2 separate regions of the Sus scrofa genome follow, and region 1 is linked to region 2. A link is a contact called in public Hi-C data. All regions are on one chromosome and are shown on one strand. Each heading gives the region's core, a stretch centred on a gene start, on an enhancer-like site or on the middle of the called end of the contact. The rest is flanking DNA. Distances are from core to core; before and after follow the strand shown. Region 1 holds the start of UBE2M (NEDD8-conjugating enzyme Ubc12). Region 2 holds the start of ZNF584 (zinc finger protein 584).

The links. A called contact is a pair of places that touch in the nucleus more often than the background predicts.
Region 1: a Hi-C map of liver shows a contact between it and region 2, with 1.6 times the contacts expected there. The contact joins the promoter of UBE2M here to the promoter of ZNF584 in region 2. A contact is called at or near these places in 2 of 5 promoter capture datasets (both in liver), 11 of 47 Hi-C or Micro-C datasets (alveolar macrophages, embryonic fibroblasts, heart right ventricle and 6 more) and 2 of 2 datasets of contacts at active chromatin or transcription factors (alveolar macrophages and skeletal muscle).

The regions. Positions count from the first base shown.
Region 1 is chr6:63,107,238-63,109,937 of Sscrofa11.1, reverse strand. UBE2M (NEDD8-conjugating enzyme Ubc12) reads left to right here and starts at 1,323. Exons shown (of 6, transcript XM_021097419.1): 1 at 1,323-1,867. The coding sequence starts at 1,759.
Region 2 is chr6:62,989,864-62,992,563 of Sscrofa11.1, reverse strand. It overlaps ZNF584 (zinc finger protein 584), which reads right to left and starts at 1,350. Exons shown (of 3, transcript XM_021097413.1): 1 at 1-1,350.

The sequences.
Region 1 (2,700 bases), core at 74-2,573, 120 kb before region 2:
TGAGGCTTCTGGTCCCTCGTCCTCACCCTGGCGCCTCTCCAACACTCAGCTCTCAAGGGAGTCAACCATACTGGGACTGTGAGGCTAGGGCTAGAAAGCTGAAAGAAGCTTCTGGGATGGTGGAAGGCGAATGGAAGGACCGAAAGGGAAAGCGGCTGCGCAGACAACACTGGGATCCAGTCCACGGAGCCCAAGAACGCCGAGGGTGCCTGGGCAGGGCCTCCGAGGAGGCTGGGCCCGGGATGGAGGCCAGACCAAGACCCAAAGGGATGGAAGCGACTTCCTGGGGTGAGGACGGAGCCCGATCGCCCGGCAAGAGGCCAAGGATCGTGCCTGCCGGCCCCCAGCGCCGCGCCGGGACTACTTCCCACAAAATGCCTCGGTAATGGCGGCACGTGGCCGCAGTGACGGAATGGAACAGGCGACGGGAGCCGCATTCGGACGTGAGAAGGCTGAAGCGCAGAGCCCCGGCCGGCCCACGAGCCGGGTCGCCCGCCCGGACCAGCCCTTTCTACGGCGCTCACAGCCTGACAGCACCCGTGGTAACATCCGGAAGTCGGTGAATCCTTCGGCGCTTCCTCCCGCCCCGCCCACCGAGGCACGTTGAACTGTGATTGGAGGGGAGGCTAGCCCCGCCCACAGCACGCACACCTCGAAAGGGCGTAGGGCGCCTCTGCCAAACAGGGGACACGCGCTGGGAGGCCGTGCCCCATGTTCCGTCTCCCGTGTAAATTTTCGCAGTGCTTGCTATTCTCTGCCACAGTACATGTTTTATTCGTTAGTTTACCTAAACCGGAGTCTCTGCGAGCGGGTTCTTCGGTTTGCAAGGGGACACGGAAGGTGCTGGACCCTGCACCCTCTAGGCCTTGCTCAGGCTCTGGCCCTGACCCTGCCTCAGCCTATGACCCGCAGGGGCAAGCACCTTGTTTGACCCACCTTCGCTGCCGTCCGCACGACTGCAGATGGGAATGGCTGGACCACAAATGAAGCGGCCCGCATCTGCCCCACTTAAAGACGGCCGCAGCACCGCCCCCTCCCTGGCTCCGCGGGCGTCCCCGGAAGTGACCACGGGACGGTCTGCACGGACGGAAATGCCCGAGCCTAGCCGAAGCAGCCCGATCCCCAGTCCCACCGAGAGGCAAGGCAGAGGGGCGGCGGCGGCGACGGCTGCTGCGCAGGCGCACAGAGCAGTTCGGGCGGGAAGAGCCGAGGCGGGCAGGCGGCGGAAATATCCGAAGCGGTGGGGCGCCCGAGGCCGTTGCAGACCTCCGCGCCGAAGCCGCCGCTGCCGCGGAAGCCGACACTCCTTCCGTACGCGGCCGCCTCCCCCGAGGCCCTCGCCTCCCCCCTTCCACCTCTAGCCGCAGACGCCCCTCGCGCAGGGAGCGAGGGAGCGCGCCAGCGGCGTAGCCAGAGAAGCCGGCGTCCCCGCAGCAGCTGGCCCTCAGGACACCGAAGTGGGCGAAGGGGAGGAGGGAGCGGCGGGTGGGGCGGGGCCGAGCGGGCCCGAGGACAGCCGAGCGGGCCCGAGCGCTGCCGAGCGAGCCCGAGGCGCCGGGCCAGGCCGGAGCCGACTACGGGAGCCGACGCGGGCCGCGCGGTGGGCGCGGAGCGGCGCGGCAGGCCGGGCGGGTGGCGGCAGCAGCCAAGAAGGCCGCGGCGGCGGGTCCGAGTGGCGGAGGCGGCGCGGGCGGCGGCGGGGGGCCGGGTGGCCGGGGTCCCGGGCCCCGCAGCGGCGGCAGCGGCGGCGGCGGCAGGATGATCAAGCTGTTCTCGCTGAAGCAGCAGAAGAAGGAGGAGGAGTCGGCGGGCGGCACCAAGGGCAGCAGCAAGAAGGCGTCGGCGGCGCAGTTGCGGATCCAGAAGGGTAGGAGGTCGGGGGATGAGGGTGGAGGTCGGAGGTCAGAGCCTGGGTGAGGGTGATGTGGTCGCCAGGGGGGTCAGAGATGTCGGAAATGGGGTTGCGGATGTGGGGATTGGAGATCGGGGCCCTGGGGGTGGGGGTTGGGGGTAATACAGTCATTGGAGGGGTCAGAGATGGGAGGCCTAGGATGGGGCGTTTAGGGAATTCCGAATGCCAGGCGTTTGATACTAGGAACCGGGAATCTGAGGGTCACGCAGTGGAGGGGGAGGACCAGGGATTCGAGAGTCTGGGGATCAGACGGGAACCTGGATGACAGGCAGAGGAGATACAGATAGCGGGGGCCGGGATTGAGGAATGGAGTGAGAGACAGTGTTTTATGCTGGAGCCATTAGGAATCAAGAGTCAGACGTGGTGAAGTAGGTTAGAGTCCTGGCATTCCTGGGTCAGGGGGCAGTCACATGGCAGTTTGGCTTTGGGGTGACACGAGGAGGAGAGGGATAGTGTGTGCCAGAGATTAGAGAAAGAGAAAGGTTGAGTTTAAACGATCACGCTGGAGATGCAGGTAATCTTATAGTCAGAGTGGTGTGGGTAGGAGGGCTGGGGACCCATAGATCTGAGGGTCAGGTGGGTACTTGGGTTTGGGATGACAAGCAGAGATGTAGATGAACGGTGGGGCTGGGGATTGGTGGAGGGAGTGATTTAGGGGGTGGGGAGGAATAAGTTCCTTGAGTGGGGACTCCTTTAGAAAGTGGAGGTTATGGCCAGGGATCCTGGGTGTGGGGTAGTCAGGGGCTTGATGGGGCATTTGGGAGTTGGGTTGGAGGGACCCAGGTGCT
Region 2 (2,700 bases), core at 101-2,600:
GCACCGACAGCCAGCGGGGGCCAAACCGGAACCGCAGGGCAACGCCGGAAGTCCCACCCGCGGTGCCCCTTAGACTCCCGCAACGCAGAGCTCTCGTCACCTCTGACCCCGTGCGGGCGCTCAAAGACTACACTTCCCATGAGCGCAGAGGAACGGACATAGCCAATGATAGCCCAGGGGAGGGGCCCCGCATCAGCTTGGCGGGAACTTCCGGTGTCGAATTTCGACGGCTCCCTGCCCTCACACCAGGCGGAGGAATAGAGCGTCTACGTGAGGGGTGGCCTCCGGGAGGCTCCCCGAGCTCGCGGAAAGCGGCGCGGGCAGGGCTTGGGAGTTGGGGAGTCCCGCCACGTCCTGTAGGCGCGGGGACCGTGGCGAGTGTCTGGTCTCCCTTAGCTGCCGTGGCCCCAAAGGTAGAAAGGTGCAATGACATTCACTGATTTCAAGTGCAAAATTCGATGAGGTTGGAAAAATATTTATTATTTATGCCATTTATTAATATTATGTATGGCATTTATTAGATTCGAGTTACTTTTTGGGGTCATCTCCTTAGCCCAATACAGCTTTATCCCACCCACCTCCATTGTGCTGTTACTGGCAAGTATATTTGTTATTGGCTGAACAGTACAATTGTAAGTACATGTACTTTTAAAGTAAGAAATATGGGAGTTCCTGTTCTGGTTCAGCAGGTTACGAAGCCAACTAGTATCCATAAGGATGCAGGATCCATCTTTGGCCTTGCTCAATGGGTTGGGGATCTGGCCTTGCCATGAGCTGTAGTGTAGGCTGCAGACTCTGCTAGGATCTCAGGTTGCAGTGGCCGCTGTTGCTGTGGTGTATGCTGTAGCTCCAATTTGACCCCTAGCCTGGGAACTTTGATGCCACGGGTGCGACCCTAAAGAGCAAAAAAAAAAGGGCGGGGGGTGGAGTTCCCAGGTTAAAGGTCAGGCATTTTCACTGCAGCAGCTATGATCGCTGGGAACCTAGGTTGTACTGGGACCTTCCACAAGCCAAGGATGGGACAGGGTGGGGAAGAGAGCAGAAACCTCCAAGTCACCAAGACACAAGCCTGAGTTGGCACCTGTGCACTATTTAACAAGCATACATTCTGTTTATCAGGTGTCTATCTGCTGATGATAAATGTAATCCGTGTTCAATGCCAGCCTTTTTTTCACAGCAATACCCTAATTATCTGCAATAGTGCCCTATTTATTGTTAGACACTTTCCCCTTAAAACAGTGTGGTTCCTAAGTACATTTTATGTACCTTCTTGGAGCTGTTTCTGGAGAGTTGTGGGTTTGTTTTTGTCTTTCTAGGGCCGCACCCCCGGCAATATGGAGGTTCCCAGGCTAAGGGTCTAATCAGAGCTGTAGCTGCCGGCCAGTGCCAGAGCCACAGCAACACCAGACCCGAGCCGCCTCTGCGACCTACACCACAGCTCACAGCAACGCCGGATCCTTAACCCACTGAGCAAGGCCAGGGATTGAACCCACAACCTCATGGTTCCTAGTTGGATTCGTTAACCACTGTGACACGACAGGAGCTCCAAAAATCCTTTATGAGACTTGCGTTTTGCAGATAATTTCTCCTAGACTACGACTTGTCATTTCATACTGTTTCTTGTTGTCTTTCACAGAGCAGAATTTCTATTTAGAGAAGTCCAACTGTACATCTTTCTTCATGGATCATGCTTTTTGTGTTGTATCGAAAAGTTGCCTCAGAGTTCCTGTCGTGGCGCAGTGGTGAACGAATCTGACTAGGAACCATGAGGTTGCGGGTTCGGTCCCTGCCCTTGCTCAGTGGGTTAAGGATCTGGCATTGCCATGAGCTGTGGTGTAGGTCACAGATGCGGCTCGGATCTGGCGTTGCTATGACTGTGGCGTAGGCGGGCGGCTACAGCTGCGATTCGACCCCTAGCCTGGGAACCTCCATATGCCGTGAGAGTGGCCCAAGAAATGGCAAAAAGACAAAAAAAGAAAAAGAAAAAAAAAAGAAAAGTTGCCTCAATGCCAAACTCAAAAGTCACCTAGAGGGAATTCCTGTTGTAGTTCAGTGGGTTACGAACCCGACTAGTATCCATGAGAATGTGGATTCAATCCCTGGCCTCGCTCAATGGGTTAAGGATCTGGCACTGGCATGAGCTGTGGTGTAGGTCGCAGACATGGCTCAGATCTGGCATTGCTGTGGCTGGGGCCTAGGCGGGCGGCTACAGCTCCAATTCGACCCCTACCCAGAGAACTTCCATATGCCACAGGGCACCCCTAAAAAGAAAAAAGACTTTCCAACACTGGTGGCAATCTTATGGCCTTCCTTCCACATGAACCTTCTGGTGCCAAATGAGATAAGAGTTTCTGCTATAGACCGTCCCACAGTCAGAGCATCCGTAAGGCCTTACTCCAGTGTGAGCTCGCTGGTGCCAAGTAAGGCTGCAGTTTTGGCTAAAGAATGCACCACATTCTTTGCCCTCAGAAAGCCTTTCCCCAGTATGAATTCTCTGGTGCTGAGCAAGTGTGAATTTGTGGCTAAATGTTTTCTCGCATTGGAAGCACTTGAAACATTTTGTTTCACTGTGTACTTTCTTTCCTTTTTTGTGTGTGTGTTTTGTCTTTTGAGGGCCTCACGGCCTATGGAGGTGCCCAGGCTACAGGGTCGAATCGGAGCTGTAGCCGCTGGCCTACACCACAGCCACAGCAACACGGG